Linked DNA regions of Sus scrofa: all the other regions are linked to region 1. A link is a contact called in public HiChIP or PLAC-seq data. All regions are on one chromosome and are shown on one strand. The core of a region is the stretch at or near the end of the contact, and the rest is flanking DNA. Distances in the headings are between cores, read along the strand shown. Region 1 overlaps RBMS1 (RNA-binding motif, single-stranded-interacting protein 1). Region 2 overlaps LOC106506256 (a long non-coding RNA gene). Region 3 has its middle 63 kb from the start of RBMS1.

Evidence for each region. HiChIP or PLAC-seq counts read pairs in DNA pulled down with a chosen protein or histone mark.
Region 2: a contact with region 1 is called in an H3K27ac HiChIP or PLAC-seq map of alveolar macrophages. The contact joins two enhancer-like sites. A contact is called at or near these places in 2 of 5 promoter capture datasets (fetal liver and liver), 6 of 47 Hi-C or Micro-C datasets (fetal heart ventricle, omental adipose tissue, retroperitoneal adipose tissue and 2 more) and 1 of 2 datasets of contacts at active chromatin or transcription factors (alveolar macrophages).
Region 3: an H3K27ac HiChIP or PLAC-seq map of alveolar macrophages shows a contact between it and region 1. The contact joins two enhancer-like sites. A contact is called at or near these places in 1 of 47 Hi-C or Micro-C datasets (fibroblasts) and 1 of 2 datasets of contacts at active chromatin or transcription factors (alveolar macrophages).

The regions. Positions count from the first base shown.
Region 1 is chr15:67,233,718-67,236,615 of Sscrofa11.1, forward strand. RBMS1 (RNA-binding motif, single-stranded-interacting protein 1) reads right to left here. Exons shown (of 14, transcript XM_003133427.6): 3 at 2,033-2,091. Among named protein-coding and RNA genes, the nearest start is that of ITGB6, 110 kb to the left of the region's middle. Within about 2 kb of position 1,309, at least 5 of the 83 cell types and tissues checked have an H3K27ac peak or open chromatin away from gene starts, as enhancers often do. A contact at or near this core is called in alveolar macrophages, where this site is marked.
Region 2 is chr15:67,424,061-67,427,207 of Sscrofa11.1, forward strand. The region is part of intron 1 of LOC106506256 (a long non-coding RNA gene); the gene reads left to right. Among named protein-coding and RNA genes, the nearest start is that of RBMS1, 16 kb to the left of the region's middle. Within about 2 kb of position 1,366, at least 1 of the 83 cell types and tissues checked has an H3K27ac peak or open chromatin away from gene starts, as enhancers often do. A contact at or near this core is called in alveolar macrophages, where this site is marked.
Region 3 is chr15:67,471,376-67,474,312 of Sscrofa11.1, forward strand. No RefSeq gene overlaps it. Among named protein-coding and RNA genes, the nearest start is that of RBMS1, 63 kb to the left of the region's middle. Within about 2 kb of position 1,441, at least 1 of the 83 cell types and tissues checked has an H3K27ac peak or open chromatin away from gene starts, as enhancers often do. A contact at or near this core is called in alveolar macrophages, where this site is marked.

The DNA of each region.
Region 1 (2,898 bases), core at 59-2,558:
CTTCTCAAGTTACCTCTAATGTGATTAACAATCTTATCTGTCTTTACTACGAGCTATGGTGTATTATTTCATTTTCACTTCCAGAATTTCATAAACCCATTTGTGCTTACTCTCCCGCCTCACTCACTCACTCACCCACACACCAGGTACCTGCTGTTGTTTCCTCTTATTGTGTGACACAAGCGTAGAAGTTTTTTTTTTTTTAATCACTGTCCACACACACAAGGCAGTCTCTTCTGAGATTTGATTTAAAGGAGAAAGTCTTTAGGAGATGTATCAAAAATCAGTTCTGAATGATCCCTACCCTTATTTGGAAGCTCCCCAAATCGCTCCACTTCTCTTTGGACCCTTCCCAACTATCAAGGGTTTGTGTGATGCCAAGATGTTAGATGTAGCATTAGTATTTTTTTTTTACTCATACTTTTTCTAGATAGTTTTGAGCATTTTCACAGAATTTTGGTTTCTAGGCAATAGTATCTCATCCGAGCAGAGTGGACCACAGCAGGGTCTGGTGTAGTGGTGGGGCGGAGAACTCAACCAGGGAGGCTCTAGGTGCTCTCTCGCACTGCATTAGGGCAGCTCTGCTTTCTAACACACTGATCTGCTGTGTAAGATTTCTTTTTTGGGGGGATGGGGTGGAGTGAGGAGGAAGAAAGGTAGGGTAAGACTATAAAACCACCTGTCTACTGCGATTTCTCTCCTGGTTTGAAACAAGTGCTTGAGGTCAGCTTCCTGTTTTATGCCTGCAGGAGTCTATTTTTTCTTATAAAACCAAAAGATTTTCTTCTGTGTCCCTGCTTACCCAAGTCATTTAAAAACCTGCTAAACAAGACTAATCTGGTAACTAAGTCTACAATTTGACTCTCTCTAGTTCAATTCACTTAAATATTAATTGAGTACCACTCTACATAAAGCATTGCTCTATTCACTGTCCCAAGGCAAAACTGCCTTAATGTGCCATGTTGATTAAACATGGGCTTAGCTTTTTGCCACAATAGCTCCTTTAAATTCAGGAGCTTTGAAGAAAGGACAGAAATACAATGAATCATTTCAAGTCTAGATGAAAGGAAACGGCTGGCTTCTAAGGCCAGGCCCTACCATACCATAGGGTTCATTTGCGTTCTTTGCCTTTTTCAGATTGTGCTCCGTGCCACAGCCGTCACCACTACTTGAAAAACTGGGGTCTAATTAATGAGGAGATTTGCCTTCTCTGCCTATTCCTGTCAACCTTATTTCAATTCATGGGGTCAGTAGTTAGACTCAAAGTCAGCTGACTCCATTCTTCCCCTTTCCTAGAAATCACATGCCTATTGTTAAGATGCTGGATCATTAAAAGTCAGAACCACGGAGCATCAGTGCTGCCTACTGTAGACGCCTCCTCTTCCAGCTCATGGAGCCAGATGAGCTCATCCTAATTACACGGAAAACTGAAGGTCAGTGCATCAAATTAATGCAGCAGCATATTTCAAAGGGGCGTATGACCTCCCCTCCCTATTACAATTTGGTCAGTGAAAATGGTTCTCTCCTCCCTGCTGCCAATATTGTCAACAGGCATTCAGCAGAGAACAATTGGGAGTATTGAAACATGTAATTAAGTACTGCTTAAAACTACTCTATTCTAATTAATAGAGCCAATTTGCACAATATGTAATCTTTTCAGTTCTTTAGTACAGTCCAATGGTCTTCAGTAAGCAGCTCTAATCTCCTCAGGCTCAGGAAAGAAAAGCTATTTTCTAACTCTACTCCCCTTTTAAAAGCAGGGGATAAATGCCAGCCAGTATTTTGCATGTTAACTCCCCTGGTGTCAGATCTGGGATTCTGGCAAATGGCTGGCTGCTGCTGGCTTTCCAGCCAAAACTCAACCAGGGACAGACGTAAGCAATATGCTAACACCGTGCAAGACAGAACCTAGGTGACATGTAAGATTTGGTTTTTAGTAAAATGGACGTTTCTGAAACCAAAAGATCAGGTTTAAAATTCCATTATTTTTCTAAAGCTATGATTTAGCAAACCATCAGCCAAAGAAACATACCTTTGCATTTGTTTGTTGTCTTATCCAAAATCGCCTTCGTGGAAACGATTTTCCCATATCTAAAAAAGAAAAAAAAAAAAAAGAAAGAAAGAAAGAAAAATAAGTTATAATTGAGGAACCCCGATTAATGTCTAAGTCCAGAGGATACACACACTTATCAAACATCTGCAACTTTTAAAGTACAAAATGTGCTTTACTAGGGAATAGGAAGTGAGAATTCTAAATGCAAACTAAATTAAAGAAAGGGAATGGCTAGGCTTCTCAATTAAATCTTTGGATATAGTTTGATGCTTAGCTTTGAGGAATCAGGTTCATACCCGATAATCTTGGGACCAAAAAATGGAATGTGAGATTTAAAAAAAAAAGAAAAGCTTCTTTTAGTAATACTATGTCTGTGGGCAAATGCAAGGCCAAAGGCAAGGCTACAGAATTGTTAATGGAAAGTATGATGATCCACACAGTCCTTAAGAACTAATCACGGGAAAGCTGCTTGCGTCACATCTACTCATTTTGCTTTTGCAGGCAGCCACGCCTGGCTCTAGATCATCACGGAAGGGTGCGTGTGTGTGCATATCTTGATCACACTTGAAGTGTTATCTAAATATTCAAATACGTTATTTAAAACAGATCTCTTTTTACTTTAGACTTTGATAACTTTACACATAATTTATTAAGACCTCATTTAATACCATCGTCATAGCTACACAGTGTACTCACTAATGTGTGTGTGTGTGCACATGTGTGCAAGGAATTGGCAATAAAGAATATAAAACAATGAACCAGGAATCAACTATTAGTATTATGGTGGTTTGAATGAAAGATGTGTTCAAATTCCTTAATGTATGATAGAAGTTGGGGGAAGAAGG
Region 2 (3,147 bases), core at 116-2,615, 190 kb after region 1:
AAATATTACTGAGTGGTTAATATGTCTACAGACTTAGAAAATTTAGCCAAAGCTGTATTTGCTTATCATTTTAAACTGCAGTGCAGTCTCTTTATATTGTATATGCAGATGATTTGTCATGTGAGAGTTAGGAGACAGATTTGAACCCTTATTTCCTCATTATTGCTATGTAATCCTGGGCAAGTTACTTGACTTCTATGTGCCTTAGTTTGCTCATTATAAAATGAGGGAAGATAAAATCATTATACTGTATACCTTCAACTTATACAGTGCTGTATGTCAATTATATCTCAATAAAATTGGAAAAATAGGAAGTTCCCATTATGGCTTAGTGGTAATGAAACTGACTAGTATCCAGGAGGATGTGGGTTTGATCCCTGGCCTCCCTCCGTGGATTAAGGATCTGGCATTGCAGTGAGCTGCAGTGTAGATTGCAGACATGACTTGGATCCTGCATTTCTGTGGCTGTGGTGTAGACCAGCAGCTGTAGCTCAGATTTGACCCCTAGCCTGGGAAGTTCCATATGCCACAGGTGTCACCCTAAAAAGCAAAAAACAAAACAAAACAAAACAAAATTGGAAGAATAATGAGATTAATAACTTTTCCTACTTATAAGTTGTATCAAATGAATATCAAGAAATATATTTATATTCATATCCTATGAATATTATAATGTTATTTATGCCGTAGGTATACATCACTGAGAAAGTTATCTGGTAAATAATAAATAATAATATGTTAGCTATTATTACTAATTTTAAAATGTAAGATCTCATTGCTGCAATTTTTATACTGATCTTGGACATTGGCAAAAATTATAGTGTTAGGAAGTAATTGTCCAGAGAAAATCAATTCTTCATAGACATTCCAGACAGCACAGAAATTCCTAGAACATGTGCAAACATGAAGAAAAGAATTAATCCTTTATTGAATAGAGTTATCACTATTTTGTGATTAACTGAATCTTAAGTTAACTGTCATGAAGAGTCACAGAGGTAACTCTGACTTCTGTGAGATTTCCAGAGCTGGCCTGCACTGATCCAGTCAGCAGAAGTCAGGATAGATGGAGATTCATATTCTAAACTCGCTGCAGTTTAAGGGCACATGAGAACTGCCTTAACTTAATATTTGTAACCCTCTCTTCTTGCTCTGCCTTCCTGTTTCAGCTCTCATTTATAAATTGTGTGCTTTTTGCAGTCTATTCGTTGCCATGTTTTTTGCACCTTTGTGCTTTTTGCTGATGATTTCACTGTTTAAAATGGCCTCAAATGTTGTGCAGTTTAGGGTTCCTTAACCACTGGATTGTGATGTTCCTTATGAAGAAAATATGCTTTGTGTAATCATGAGTTATAGTGCTTTGGCTGTGAGTTCAGTGTTAATGAGTCAACAATATGATATATTCAGAAAAAGGAAGAGGAAATCCACCAATCTGTGTATGAGACTGCTTGCAAAAGCATTGAGAGTAACATCGATAGTTCATGATGAAGCTATGAAAAAGATCGAAATGTAACTGTATTGTGGATTCATGAGATGAATTGTTCTGGGACTGAAAGCCAAAAAAATTTACAGTCATGTTTCCCAGGGTCAGGAATATGTTAAACTCATCCTGGCTATTGAAATATGTCAATAATTATTTGCAAGTTACGTATATATATATAAAATTTATAAATATAATGTATATACATATATATTATATAACATGTATTATATATATATTTAAACAGAAACACATTAAACAAGATTATGTATTAATTTTGTCTGACCGGAAGCTCACAGGAACCTAACCCTCTATTTCTCCTAGGAGCAGTGGCTCAGTATTCATTAACGCAGTGTTTCCAATGACTTTATAGAATATAACTATTATAAATAATAAGAATTGAATGCATATTCTTTGATAGTATTCAGCAGTGGTTCCCAAGCAGGGTGATTTTGTACCCCTGGGACATTTAGGAATGTGTAGAGGCATATTTATGGTCATGACTTTGTTGTGGGTTGGGGCTGGGAGGGGGTGCCAATGCCATCTAGTGGGTAAAAGCCAAGAATGCTGTTAAACTTCCTACAGTGCATAGGACAGTGCCCCCATCATATAATCATCCTGTCAAAAAGGTCAATAGTGCCCAAGTTGAGAAATCCCCCTCTAGACCAAGACTTCAGACTTTCTCTGTAAGGATGATATAGTTAATATTTTCATCTTTGTGATTAATGTGGTCTCCATTACCACTACTCAGCTCTGCCACTGTTGCATGAAAGCAGCTACTGACAATACACCTGCTGACATGGGTGCAATAAACTTTGCAATAAATTTTATTTGTAAAAATAGTCAGCATGCTGGATTTTGGCATGGGCTATAGTTTGTGGACTCCTCCATAGCAGAAATTCTCAATCATGATTGCTCACTAGAAGCAACCAGGAGCTTTTAAACAGTGGTATTACCTGGACTCTCCTCCTTCCAGCTCTAATTTGATTGACCTGGGAGGGCTCCCCCAGTATTAGCATTAATTAAAAGCATCCCATTGATGAGAATGAACAGCCAATGTTGAGAGCCACCACTCTGAAATAATTGTTGTTTGTGTACCTGAAAGTTGACCCAGCACGGTAGACCCTTATAAACAGTCAGCAGAGACTTCTCTTGCAGTCTGGCTTTTGTCCCAGGCACTATCCTGAAAGTCCACAAATTAATGGCCTTTTACTAGTGCTCATTCCTCTGAACTTCTGAGGTTCACATTTAGAGACACTCCATGCTTTCCAGAAACTTGAAATTCCTCATTCCTGGTTCTCCTCCTGTGCTTCTAAATACTCTTTGGCTTCTTCTTCAAACTTTTGCACATTAAATATAAATGCTCTCTAAAGAGCAACCCTAGGGTTCTTCTCTGACTAATTTTCCCTGGCCTGGGTCATGGCTTTACCTTTCTATAAACAATGTTCATATAACTATCTTTTGCCCTGATCTCTCCCATGGGGGTTGCTTTAGAAAGCCACCTGGTGACTCTATTCTTGGTTTAATTATGTGTTTGGAAATTAGATATGAAAAGTCTTAGTCATAAAAACTAACTTACAGTCTCTTCTTCCAGATACCACCTCCCACTACATACGACATTTCACAGAACATTTTAAAAATACCATAGTTATCGTGGAACTACCTTACAG
Region 3 (2,937 bases), core at 191-2,690, 240 kb after region 1:
TTCTCTTCTATCAACAGATTTTTAAACAGCTCTCCAATAGCATTCCATTTGAAATGGAATTGATTTTGTCTTGAGGCAGCTAGCATTAGGAGCTAAGTGCATATTTCCTGTTTAATCATTGCAACTTCATTTCCTAAAAATGAGCACGCTGAGTATTTAACTTATTTGATGGTGGGGGGAAAAAAGTACAGACCTTTGGCCTACAGCCTAAAAAAAAAAAAAAAAAGAACTTAACAGGTAGCAGTTTGGGAAGCAGTTAAGAATGTAATTAAAAACAAATCTGGGTTCCTCAGATTGCATTGGATTAAAAAATCTCAGGATTTCTAGGGGTCAGTCTCTCAGGACACTTAATTCAATTACCCATCTGGGGTTTGAATCCCAATATACCCTTGCTGAGTGGTCACCCTGATGTATAATGCTTCATCATTGCAAACAAGGAACTTAGCCCCCCAAAACACTCCCCCCATCTCTGACTGCAAGGAAGGTTTGCATTATGTGGACTCAAAGTCTGTATTATAGTAACTGTAATCATTGGTTCTGGAGAAATCAATGGGGACACACAAAGCAAGTTCAACATTCTATTCCACAGCTCATTAAATTTCTAAAGACAAACTGACACCTCCAATTCTATTGACAGTTGCTGCATTCCAGCTTTGGGTTGAGCAGACACCAATTTGTTTATGATCACTTGTGGCCATGGCACCTGATCTCCATCCTTGCTCCAGTTGCCATCTGAATAGATCAGAATCAATCCGGGCTTTCATCAGCTTCATTTCAGGCAGTGGGATTCTAATTAAATAAAGCCTTAAACAACGTGGACAACTTTGGCAACTCTGTCCTGCACCTGAAATCCATTGAATGTAATATCAATTACTAAATCTTTTTCATAGCTACTTACTAGGTAATATTGCGGCTGGCACTCCCACACCCATTACTAACGACCACTAACATCATTTCTATTACTCTCTACCAGGCACTATTCAACTGCTTGACATATAATGAACTCACTCAAGCTACTATGAGTTAGGTATTGTTCTTCCCATTTACTGATGCAGAAACTGAGGCAGTTGAGGTGAGAGAAATAACTTGCTCAGATTTATAGAGATCATTTGTGAGAGCACCAGAGGACAAATTCCAACTCTCCAAATAGATGTAAGAAACATCATACAATTGGTTGGTCCCTCTGGCCCTGAGTAAAAGGCTGGTCACCTAAACTATTAGATGTCGATTTATATTGTTCATCACATCTTTTTGGGTCATGAGCTCTCACCCTAGGTTTTATGTCAGCAGTAACTATAATCAGCATGTGTTCTAATTATCAACCAAGATACTGATAAAAATCTAAACTGGGCAGTGCGAAACTTAGACTGACCCTCCAGTACATTATGTAGAGCCATTCTCCAGACTAACGTCTATCCATGAACCAACATCGTTGGTTGGGTAAACTATGTATGTGGCTTCATAATTATGCCACTTTTCTAGCTGAAGATTTCTCAATGCTCATGTCGCAATATACGGGTGTCTTGCAATCTGAGGTTTTCATAACTAATTGATGTCTTTAAAAACAGAGCAGATTAAAGATAACCAAATGAAAGCCACTCGTTCACTTCCATTTTATCAAACTTTCTTGAGTATGATAAATAAGGTGGGGGGTTATAACTGGCATGGGAATAGTAGTGGATATGTTCTTAAGAGAGTTGTAAGTAGAAAAATCAATTCTCAAAGGCATAGTGGTAGAAAAAAAATGATAAATACTGCTCTGGCCCACATTTTTCCCTATTGGTTACAAGGATTTAATGAAAAATTTTGTCACATTCATTTTGAATATTTTTTGTCTCCATTCCCATGGCTGTGACCTTGTATTTCTTTCAGTGTTAGAATGGATTATTCACCACTTCTTATCCTGAAAAATTTCAAAAATATAGAAAAATTGAAAGTCTTGTACAATGAACACCTATATCCCCATTATTATATGTTTTATTTTGTATGTATATATATATATACATACATATATATATATTTGTTTTCTGAACTATTTGAAAATAAGTTGCAAGCATCATGACAATTCTCTCCTGGGCCAGTCATCTGCCTATTTGATCTATTCTCTGTTCTTCCTCTGCATTGCTCTGTATCTCATGGAGCTGGTACCTGCAAACTACATTTCCCAGACTCCCTTGCAACAGAACTCCTGGGTTCTGTTTAGGTTTCGGCCAATGAGAGGCACCAGGTGGAGACTGGATAGTCAGAAGTGAGAAGGCAGGATATTTCCACCACACTCCTTACACATTGGGAATTGTCTTTGTCAGTGTCTTTGTTAAATAGCTCCTTTCTCCATAGTCCAGGCTTCCACTGGGGAGCCCCTGCTAATTCTCAATGGCACAGCTCTGGCTCCTGGGCTCTGGTAATACTACCTTTGAATTGGCAGTGGCTTTTTCTTTTATGAATTTCTGAGTTGACTCCTTGTCATTTGTTTTCCCTTTCAACTCTTTCAAAACCTTTTATCCATTCCCTGTACTGAATGCCCTTTTTTGAACTCCCTGTCTTGTGAGTTGTTTACTGATTCTAAGTAAAAAAGCTCTAAACCCTCTGTACCCTTTTTCTAAAAATAGGACACTTTTTATCAACCTCAATACCATTATCACTTAAAGACATTACTAATAACCTTTCTGATATTATCTGATACCTCAGTCCATATTAACACGTTCCCACTTGTCCCCCAAATGCTTTCTATAGTGATTTCTTTGAACTAAATCCAATCAAATTCACTGATTACATTTGATTGCTGTATCATTTTAGTTTCTCTTAATGTGAAAATATTCCACCATTTTTTCCCCTATGACATTGACTTTCTGAGGATATCAGATGAGTGGGTTTCTAGAATGCACCGCATCCTAGATTTTTTCTGATTTTTTTCCATTTGGTGCTTCTAAGCTTTTC